Linked DNA regions of Macaca mulatta: region 2 is linked to region 1. A link is a contact called in public Hi-C data. All regions are on one chromosome and are shown on one strand. Each heading gives the region's core, a stretch centred on a gene start, on an enhancer-like site or on the middle of the called end of the contact. The rest is flanking DNA. Distances are from core to core; before and after follow the strand shown.

The links. Hi-C and Micro-C count contacts between places; a contact is called where the count stands out from the background.
Region 2: a Hi-C map of fetal cortical plate shows a contact between it and region 1, with 2.6 times the contacts expected there. The contact joins the promoter of GNPNAT1 here to the promoter of GPR137C in region 1. A contact is called at or near these places in 2 of 14 Hi-C or Micro-C datasets (fetal cortex germinal zone and fetal cortical plate).

What each region holds. Positions count from the first base shown.
Region 1 is chr7:125,679,571-125,685,084 of T2T-MMU8v2.0, forward strand. GPR137C (G protein-coupled receptor 137C) reads left to right here and starts at 3,766. Exons shown (of 7, transcript XM_077941031.1): 1 at 3,766-4,521. The coding sequence starts at 4,078. It overlaps TXNDC16 (thioredoxin domain containing 16), which reads right to left and starts at 3,434. Exons shown (of 21, transcript XM_015143696.3): 1 at 3,245-3,434.
Region 2 is chr7:125,921,622-125,927,027 of T2T-MMU8v2.0, forward strand. GNPNAT1 (glucosamine-phosphate N-acetyltransferase 1) reads right to left here and starts at 1,506. Exons shown (of 6, transcript NM_001260699.1): 1 at 1,359-1,506.

The sequences.
Region 1 (5,514 bases), core at 2,516-5,015:
ATACTAAGAGACAGGAAAAGTCACAGGTAAATGTTTTCCATAACATGTTTGCCAATACTACCGATACACCTCCCAACTACATGTAGACTTTGAGCCTTTGGGCTGGAAGAGGCCCTCAATTCTTCAGTATAATGGTCCTGCTAGCATGGATCAGAGATGGCATGTAAGATGTAACTTTTGTCTCATCCCTAAAGAAGTATGTTTGCACAGCTCATTTAAATAATAGAAAGAATGAGTGACATGTAACTAAAGACTAATACAAGAGGGTAACCACACTGTAAGAATGGCTCCGTGAGACAATAGTAGAAAAAGGGCTAAAGCATGCACATAAAATGTTAAAGGCGATAAAAGTGTGCTTTGTTCAGCAACCGAATGTTAAGCTCCAAAGGACATCAAGAAGGAAGCACTTCAAGAGAAAATGCTAGACTTCTTGTTAGTAAGGAGACAGTATAAGGATTTGCCTTTGTGTTCCTGAGGCAGGTAGAACAGGTGGTAGCCCTCGTTAGCCCCACCAATCCCATTTTGGTATAGGGTACCATATGCAATAGTAATTGACAAACAGTTCTGCTTTTTTTTTTTTTTTTTTTTTTTTTGAGACAGTCTTGCTCTGTCACCCAGGCTGAAGTGTAGTGGTGCAATCTCCACTCACTGCAAGCTCCGCCTGCCCAGTTCACGCCATTCTCCGGTCTCAGCCTCCTGAGTAGCTTGGAGTATAGGCGCCCACCACCACGCCCTGTTAATTTTTTGTATTTTTAGTAGAGACAAGGTTTCACCGTGTTAGCCAGGGTGGTCTTGATCTCCTGACCTCATGATCTGCCCGCCTCGGCCTCCCAAAGTGCTGGGATTACAGGCGTGAGCCACCGTGCCCGACCCAAACAGTTCTGCTTTTAAATGGTTGAAAGACTACTATGTTAGGGTCATCTGTCCTCTCAGAACAACAATATTAAATCTTTATGCATTTGGACACATTTAAATTTTAGAATAACTGACACCAAGCTTTTCTAGGAAACCCTTGGTTAGTTCCCCCTTTATAGGCCTAATATTCCCTTATGATTAACCATAAAATTAATGGCTTTCCCTCTCAGAAAAGAAGGAAATTAACAACTATAACTATTAAATAAATTGTATCAACATCTGTGGCCATCATACTCAGGAAAAAGACACACTTCCTATTTTGCAACAAATGGAGCATATAATGCTTACAAAGTTCACGCCTAAGAACATTCTGTCTGAAGTCAGCTTGCTTAGTTTAATGCTGCTACTGGAGAACAGAACCTGCTCACTGAACCAGCCTCAAATAAAATGTTGATTAGATCTCAACACAGTTTATCATTTCAGATCCAAGGAGGCAATAAAAGGGGTCAACATCTCTCCCCTTTAGAGCCTTTTCAAAGCAGTTGGGAGAAAAATCCTCTACCTGCACCCTCACCCCGCAACTCTATACACACACTCCCATCCCCCAAAAAAGAAGAAAGGAGGAGGCTATCCAGATTTGCTTTTACTGACACATGGCAGGTGGCAGGTAAGTCTCACAGACAAAGACCTAAAATTAGTATAGGTACCATCCAGATGTTTACTATCACTTTGAGCAGAGAATACAGGAGAAAAACACTTTTATAGTAAAAGTCTATTGATGACTTGAAATGTGCACATCAATGATTATGGAAGATGCAAATAGGCCATGGCAGAGAATATGCGGTGCCCTTGATTTTGACAAGTGCCTAAAACCACACAACTCTGATTTTATGCTTAAATGATTAAGCACATTACTGCAATCAATTACATCACTGCTGTCATGAGCATCCTGTCTCCTATTTGAAGAGACTTGTGTCCTGCCCTAACCACATTCTCTAAAAACACATGAGATGAAGTTCTTACGTTCCAATAAACAAAATCCTGCTCCAAAGCACAGATGTTGGATTAGGCCTATTAACTTCTTAGAGCAAGCCGTACCCTCTCATACACTGCACTCTCTACCTGCTCAACTGAACGTTTCATCTGAGGGATGTCTAGGTAACAGTGCGGGGCCTGTACATCTACTACTACAGTTTGTCAGCAAACCTCTAAGGAACTCGAACCACACTAGTATCTGGTACCTGGACAAACGACTATCCCAGACTCTAAAAAATAGACTTTAAAGTTCCCTGTGGAATATTTAGCTAGGAAAAAAAGAGAGCACCACTCTTCTTGGGCAAAGCATACGACAAAGGCCAGCCTGGACAATACAGTGAAACCTCGTCTCTCCCAAAAAAAAAAAAAAAAAAAAAAAATCAGCCGGGCATGGTGGCGCCAGTACCTGTAGTCCCAGTTACTTGGGAGGCTGAGGTGGGAGGATTGCTTGTGCCCAGGAGGTGGAGGTTTGCAGTGAACTGTCACTACAGCCTGGGTGACAGAGCGAGACCCTGCACGAAAAAAGAAAAACAAAAAAGCATAGGACAAAGGATGGTGAGGTAAGGAAAGCTGGGTCTTGGTTGCTCCAATAGACGTGGCAATGTCTTTCACAAGGATATTGAATTCGTAATGTGCTGTATATTCTAAAGAAAACAAATTATTTCCTCTTAATTTTGCACTACTTGCTAATTTTATTCCCAAATAGGAAAAAAAAAATCAACAACTATGTGCCGGCCTAATATACATTAGTCTATGTGATTATTCCTCGCTTCTTTACAGCAGTAACATAGCATGTATTTTCTCTCAGCCCCAGGAATAGCGCCACCATCTACCATACACAGGTCCAAGGGCTTCAATACATGTGGAATTTAAACAGTACAGAATATTCTACTTCCTCTCCAGGCAATCATCAGACTAACAAGTCTGTTTCTGCCTTTTTCCCAAAACTGAAGCCCAGAGCATCTTCCCAAATTCTACGTTTGAAAGAACGAGCTTCCCCCTGCTCACAGATCGCTTCAACATCCATCTGACACTACTATTACTCCTTCTTAAGAGACATATCCCTTGGGAGGGAAGTGTCTTTCACTTAAGAGCTCCGGTTCTCCCCGTTGCCCCTTTCCATCCCCTTGACCCACAAAGGGCTCCGGTGTTTCCCGCCGTTCATACAGCGAAAACAGAAGGTAAAACGCCCTCAGGAGGCTCCAGGTGAGGCCCTTCAGTGCCCCAGAGGCGGGTGTCCTAAGTCAGACTCCGGAGCTCTGCAGTGCAGCCCTGGCTACAGAAAGCCGCTTCGTCTGAATCCCCGGGTCTGCAGGCAGAGCCCACAGCCTGAAGGACCGGCGCTGCCACCTACCTGCCCGGGACCTGCGGACGGGGACCTAGGCCGTTCCTGAGGCCGCGCGGCCAACAGTTCCCGCCGCCACGCGACGGAGTAGGAGGCAGAAGGCCGGGCCGTGCCAGACTAGCCGGGTAGCCTGGAACCACTTCGCCAACCTGCTAAGGCGTAGCACCGCTCCTTCCCAGCCTGCGGCCGCCACCGACTCGACAGAGTCGGCCTCCCGGACAAAAAACAACCTGCGAAGCTCCTCCTTCTCCTCGTGCTCCCTACGTGAGGCATTCTCTAACCAATGGGAAGCGCGGTGGGCGGAGCGAGAGTGACAGACGATTACAGAGTCCTCCCGCCGGCGCGAACGGGCGGTGCAGTAGCAGGTCCAATCAGCAGCGTGGGTGGGAAGTACAGGGGAGGGAGAAAGTAGGAAAATTAAGCCCCCAATCAGATTTCGGGGCCCTCGAGCGACGGGTACGGCGGCCCGTGGCCTTCCGAGCACGGCGCTCAGGGGGCGTGCCTAGCCGGGCCAATCGGCGCGAGCCCACAGTGCGGAGCGAGCGCCTCAAATGCTCGGGTTTCTCAGCTGATTGTCTCCAGCCGAGAGTTGTTTTTTGCAGCTACGGAGCCGAGCCGCAGCAGGAGGAGCCGAGACCCCCGAGGGGTGGGGGGAAAGAGGAGGCGGGGTCGGGGGGAGCAGCGGCTGCTCTGCGCGGGACTCCGGGTCCCGTCACGGCGCTTCCTGGGGTTAGAGGCTGGGGTGGGTGGGGGGTAAGGGGGCAGTCCTTCTCCCCTTCGACGGCGGCTCCGAATCCAGCCCCTTCCTTCCCGCGCTCGCTCGCCCGGCCCCCAGCCCCCTCATGAGGGTGTCCGTGCCGGGTCCGGCGGCCGCTGCGGCCCCCGCGGCCGGCCGCGAGCCCTCCACGCCCGGCGGGGGCGGCGGAGGCGGAGGCGCCGTCGCTGCCGCCTCAGGCGCCGCGGTGCCGGGCTCCGTGCAATTGGCGCTGAGCGTCCTGCACGCCCTGCTCTACGCCGCGCTGTTCGCCTTTGCCTACCTGCAGCTGTGGCGGCTGCTCCTGTACCGCGAGCGGCGGCTGAGTTACCAGAGCCTCTGCCTCTTCCTCTGTCTCCTGTGGGCAGCGCTCAGGACCACCCTCTTCTCTGCCGCCTTCTCGCTCAGCGGCTCCCTGCCCTTGCTCCGGCCGCCCGCTCACCTGCACTTCTTCCCCCACTGGCTGCTCTACTGCTTCCCCTCCTGTCTCCAGTTCTCCACGCTCTGTCTCCTCAACCTCTACCTGGCGGAGGTAAGGCAGGAGGGCCGGCATGCGGGGCCCGGGCGGGTACGCGGGGCCGCTGGGATCAACTCCCGCTGAGGACCAGCGGGGGCGGGGGGGTGGGCAGCTAGAGGCGGACTGGAAACCAGCCTGGGGAAACTGAGGCACACCTGGAGTGTGAGCCAGTGTTTTCGTCCTAAACTTAAGTGGCTGATTGGCTCGATTACTGAGGGGTCCGGGGCTAGGGGGTGAGTGAGTGAGAGTGTGTGTGTCTGACAACTTAAAACAGCAACGGAACGAACCCTTTGTTTGGTGTTCTGGCCCTCTGAGGTAAGGCGTTGGTGGCACCAACAAAGTGGCATCTCAAGAAGTAGCAGCCCCGGTGGCTCTGCCGAAGCCGGACTGTGTTGAGGGAGGTTGGATGCTGAGGTAGCAGCAGCTCTGCTGAAGCTGGACTGCTGCCAGCCATTACGTCACCAGGCAGAGCTGTTCCTCTGCTATTGTTGCTGCGTTTCTTTTATTAGAAGCTTATATTCCCTCCTGCATCTCCTTTCCTGTGGCTCGATAAGCCTCACGCAAATTTCGTTCGATAGTTCCCCAGCAGGGTTGATGATCAATAACCAATGCTGAGGATCAGGATAAGGACCTCCATAAAGCCCTTAATGTTTGTCCCAGTTGCTTCATGCTTTAGTGGTTTATCCTACCTCCTATAGCATAGTCTTTTTTGGACCTTATTAAGAGAAAAAAATACTAGCTCAACCTGTCCCTATTGCAGAAACAAAACCACCAAACTGTTTTTGCAATAACTTGCTTAATATCTGGAACCTAATCACACCCCCTTTCTCTTTTATGGGGAATTGCTGGTTGGATTGCATTGTTCTGCAGCGCTTAGGTATTTGACCCATTTCAAACAGGTTTGGGAGTGTAAGATTGTCAATCATGTGTGTCAGCTTGTGGTATTTAAGCCATAATATTTTGAGAATTTCCCCCAAGAAAGTCCTCCTTCCCACCAAAAGAAAAGCT
Region 2 (5,406 bases), core at 256-2,755, 240 kb after region 1:
AATTGAATATTTTTTCACTCAATTGAATATTTTTAAACAAAATTTCAACTATTTGGCTTCTGAGCCTCGGTATCAGATTGGAATACGAATTGGGGAGAGAGGCTGCTGCTAGAAGCAACCAACTGAGAGCAACAAGTAATAGACACCGGAGATAAAGATTTTAAAAGTCAATCTACAAATTTTAAAAACATAATCTAAGGCCAAATCTAAACCACCCTATGTATTTCTCAAGAGCTCCTGGGGCACCTTCTAAGTACAGGTGAATGGGGGAGGGGCGGACTTCGGATTCCTCTATATTCATTTTATAACAATTTCGATAACAAGAATCCATTCTGAATCTCTTTCGTTAATGATTTTTAACACACCTGGCCATGTTTATTAAATTGTGTAACTGCATGAATTTTCAAAAGTATTTTCTGATAGTTTATTTGACCTTTACAATCTAGGTGTTATTCCCAGTCTACAGATGAGGAAGCTGAAGCACCTGGAACTCCCAAGACTTGCCCCTTAGGTAACACAGCATATAAGTGACCTGGGGCTAGAATCCTCTTGTTTTCGCATCTTGACCTCGATTACCATCCTCAGCAGACCCCAATCTTCACATCATCCTACCATACAGCTAGCGCTCTCTCCCCTATTTGGCAAATCCTGCCTAAATTAATTTCTTAAGATCCATTCTAGGATTCGTTCATGAGGGATTATCCTAACAAAACGAATCGTATAATCGTCCGTTCAATTTTGTATGAAAATTTTAAATTAGTTTGGCTTACATAAACATCAGTTCCTACAACAGAAATCACAGTACACCACTCGGTGTTTCTAGAAGTAGGAGCCTAGGAAAAAGAGACAAAGGATGTCCCTCTGTACCGTGGGGAAAGCGCCGACCTAGTCGGTGCGGAGGTGGTCTTCGGAGCAGCTGCCTCAGGGGCTCCCGACCACCGTGGGATGCGCCCGGGAATAGGAGAAAAAAAGGGGCCTGGGAAGTTCGTGCCCATTCAAAACCCATGGCTGCAGAGAACGCGACCAACTGTCTCATTTCCCACGCCAAAGTCTGGGAAGCGAAGTTCCGACCCCAGTCCCAGTGCCAGTCCTGCCAGGCCAAGACCCTCGTATGGCCGGACCGCTGGCCATCATCCTTAACCTTTGCTCCAGGCGCGCGTGCGTTCAACTTCCTGGGACCCGCGCTCCACACCATGTGCACCCAGCTGGCGAGGATTAACGCCCGGCTCCTCCACAACACCCCCGGGGGCCTCGCCGGGGCACCAGTCACACCTGTTAGATAAACCTGAAGGCAGGCCCGCCCCAGCCCCCAGGACACACGGTCCAGCTCTCGAGCCCCGGCCCCGGTCTCTCCTCACCCGTAGAGGCCCCGCGATCGGCGCTCCTTGCCAGGCGCGTCGGACTCTCCCGCACCAGGGTGCACAGCACCGGATCCGGATCCGGCTTCAGCGCCAGCCCCACCTCCTCCTCCACCGCCCGCGCCACAGTCGGGAACCGCGGCCCAGACGTGGCAGCGCCAACGCCTCCACCCCGCCTCTACCCCCTCACGCAGGGCCGCGCGCAGGCGGGCGGAGGCGGAGACGGAGGCGCGGGCCGAGGCGCCACCGGCCCAGGCCCAGCGAGCGAGGGGCGGGGCCCGGAGAGCGGGGGCGGACCAGGAGGACGAGGGGCGGGGCCTGAGGTTCGCGTCGGCGCCCGGGGCGGTGGCCGCCGGACCAAAACTGGGCTCTCCGGGCTCCTCCTCCTCCCTCCACAAGGCCTTTCCCACCGCGTCATTGTCTCGGTTTATCTGCGTACGCCTGCCTAGCAGTCAGCCCAGCAGCGTAAGTGGTGACCAGTGTGGGCCTCTTTGATCCTGAGACTCGACCACTGGCCCTCTCCATTTGTCCCTTGTTGCCCTCCCTTCATGATTCAATCCATTAATTAGGACTTTTCCTACCAACTGGCAGCTCAGAGCCCCGCATCCCCAGGCCTCTGAGTCACAGTTCCTGCCTTCGTGAAACTAGGAGTCGGGGCCACTGCATTCTACTCCTTTGGGACTTGTTTCATTTCTCAGTCCCTCAAACGCTTTATTGGATGAACATGGAGTTCATGTTCATCCAATAAAAACTGCAACAGTTTTGCCGCCCAGGAGACATTTGGCAATGTATGAATCATTTTCAGCCTCTCATGTGGGAGAGAGGTGCCATTGGAATCTCCAGATGGTGGAGGGCACAGGTGAGTAGAGGCCGGGAATACTGCCAAACGCCTTACAATGCGCAGGACAGCGCCGCACAACAAAGAATTACCTGGCCTGAAATGTCTGGAGTGCTGAGGTTTAGAAACCTTTCGTTAGAAGAAAAGTGACTTCCTTCAGAGCCCCATTTCTGAAGTGTCTTACCTAAGTAGCACTTTGTCCCTATTTTAACAGATAAGGAAACAGAGGTTCAGAGATGTTACATAATTTACTAGTCTCGTAGCTAGTAGCTCCCCTTCCTTGCCTTGTACCATAATTTTCGATTTATTGAAATCGCAAAGTATTTTATTCTTAAGCAATAGTATTCAAGAACCCCATAGATCGTATACCAGACATTATATTTTTTGCTCATTTATGAGATTTAAATTTCAGTTAACTCCTTTACTGATTTATGCTTTCTCAGAACTTCAAACATCAGTGAGCTGATGGCATCCACGTCTCTGTTTTTATCTCTGTTTTTACACCCATACATACAAAAGAATATATAGGGCATGAACAGGATGTGGTGGTGTGCATCCATAGTCTCAGCTACTCCAAAGGCTGAGGCAGGAGGATCACTTGAGCCCACGAGGTTGAATGCAGCCTGGACAATAGAGCAAGACCCTGTCTCTAAAAAAAAAAGAAAAGAAAAAGAATACACAAGGCATAAATAAAAATAAATACTCATGGCTGGGCGTGGTGGCTTACACCTGTAATTCCAACATTTTGGGAGGCCTAGGCAAGTGGATCTTGAGCTTGAGTCCAGGAGTTTCAGACCAGCCTGTGCAACATGGCAAAAACCTGTCTCTACAAAAAAATACTGAAAATTAGGCAGGCATGGTGGCAAGTGCCTGTAGTCCCATCTACTCAGGAGGCTGAGGTAGGAGGATAACCTGAGCTTGGGAGGTAGAGGCTGCTGTGAGCCATGACTGCATGACTGCACTCCAGTCTGGGCCACAGAGCAAGACCCTGTCTCAAAACAAACAAAAATTTTAAAAAAATACTTATGTACACACCACTAATCTTAAGCACCTGGCCCTCCCCGTTTTTCTTAGCAGATTTCTGGTCAGATGTTTTCAGTGATTTTCTCCTGTACAACAAACTGCTGTACATTTTATAAATTAGCAAAAAGTGAAATGTAAGCAATTATATAAAATCACAGAACACAAGACTTGTAAGAGGTACCCCCAGAGATCTCATACATTCCAGATATCCTCCTCCTTACCCACATTGGGCCATAAGAACCCAATTTCTCATTAATAGACAAAGTCGATCACTCTGGCCAGTAAAGTTAACCCCTTTCTTTGCCTGTAGGTAGGTTCACTCGGCAATGAGGAGCCCAAGATAACCAGGAGACAGTTTCAACTTCTGGTTTAATGGAACCATTGGAATGTCCTTTGGTGATTTTTATTTATTTTTCTAGATTCTTAGAAGAAATGCTGCATTCACCAATATTCCTTTTTTTTTTTTTTTTTTTTTTTTTTTGAGAGGGAGTCTTACTTTGTAGCCCAGGCTGGAGTGCAGTGGCATGATCTCAGCTCACTGCAACCTCCACCTCCTGGGCTCCGATTAAGCAATTCTCCTGCCTCAGCCTCTTGAGTAGCTGGGATTACAGGTACACGCCACCACACCCAACTAATTTTTGTATTTTCAGTAGAGATGGGGTTTCACCATGTTGGCCAGGCTGGTCTTGAACTCCTGACCTTGTGATCCGCCCACCTCGGCCTCCCAAAGTGTTGAGATTACAGGTGTGAGCCACCACGTCCAACCAACAACAATATCCTCATCGGCACAGATAAGGCTATTATATGGAAAAACATGGATGTCAGTGATTCAGTTGAGAAATGATTCAGGAATGTTGGCCTGAACGAGAAGTTTAAGAATACCTTGGCCAGGCACAGTGGCTGACGCCTGTAATCCCAGCACTTTGGGAGGCTGAGGCAGGCAGATCACAAGGTCAGGAGTTCAAGACCAGCCTGGCCAACATAGTGAAACCCTGTCTCAGAAAAATACAAAAATTAACCAGTGTGGTGGCACACACCTGTAGTCCCAGCTACTCAGGAGGCTGAGACAGGAGAATCACTTGAACCCGGGAGACAGAGATTGCAGTGAGCCGAGCTTGTGCCCATTGATCTCCAGCCTGGGTGACAGAGCGAGACTCCATCCCCCTCAAAAAAAGAATACCTTAACCAATTTATTTCATTTATATTTTCCTCTTAATGTTTGCACAGGAATTAGATATAACAATCCATGTCTAATTAAATATAAAAGAGTTGTTTCACTAGGTATTACAAGTTCCAAGTGATAAGATATTATAGTTTTAAATTAGCCACATTGTTTCTTTCTTAGTGGTATATAAATTAATGGTGTGTCATACAATGGATGTGTCTAAGACTGGATGAAATATGGTACAGGCCGGGCACGGTGGCTCATGCCTGTAATTCCAGCATTTTGGGAGGCTGAGGTGGGCAGATCACGAGGTCAAGAGATCGAGACCATCCTGGCCAACATGGTGAAACCCCATCTCTACTAAAAATACAAAAATTAGCTGGGCGTAGTGGTGCACGCCTGTAGTCCCAGCTACTCAGGAGGCTGAGGCAGGAGAATCACTGGAATTCAGGAGGTGGAGGTTTCAGTGAGCCAAGATCGCGCCACTGCACTCCAGCCTGGCAACAGAGCGAGACTCCATCTCAAAAAAAAAAAAAAAAAAGGTAATATGGTACATACTTAATATGGTCTTAAAGTTATAATTCTCTGTTATTGTTTCAATGTCCCCTCCAAAACTCACATTTAGATTTAATTGCCATGGTACAGTATTAAGAGGGGGAGGCCCTTAAGGGGTGATTAGGTCATGAGTGCTCTTCCCTCACATAATATGGATTAATGCTGTTACCATGGGAGTAGGTTCCTGATAAAAAAGGATGAGTTCAGCTCCTCCCTCTCTTGCTTTCTCTTACACCACTCCTTCCATGTGATGCCTTCAGCCATGGGATGACCCTCAACAGACACTGGTACCATGCTCTTGCTCTTCCCAGCCTCCAGAACTGTGAGCCAAATACACTTCTTTTTATTATGAATTACCCAGTCTTGGGTATTCTAATACAGTAGCAGAAAACAGGCTAAGACATTCTCTAAACATGTTTATAAATTATTTCATTTGATCCTCATATGAATCCTGTGACATAAAGTGG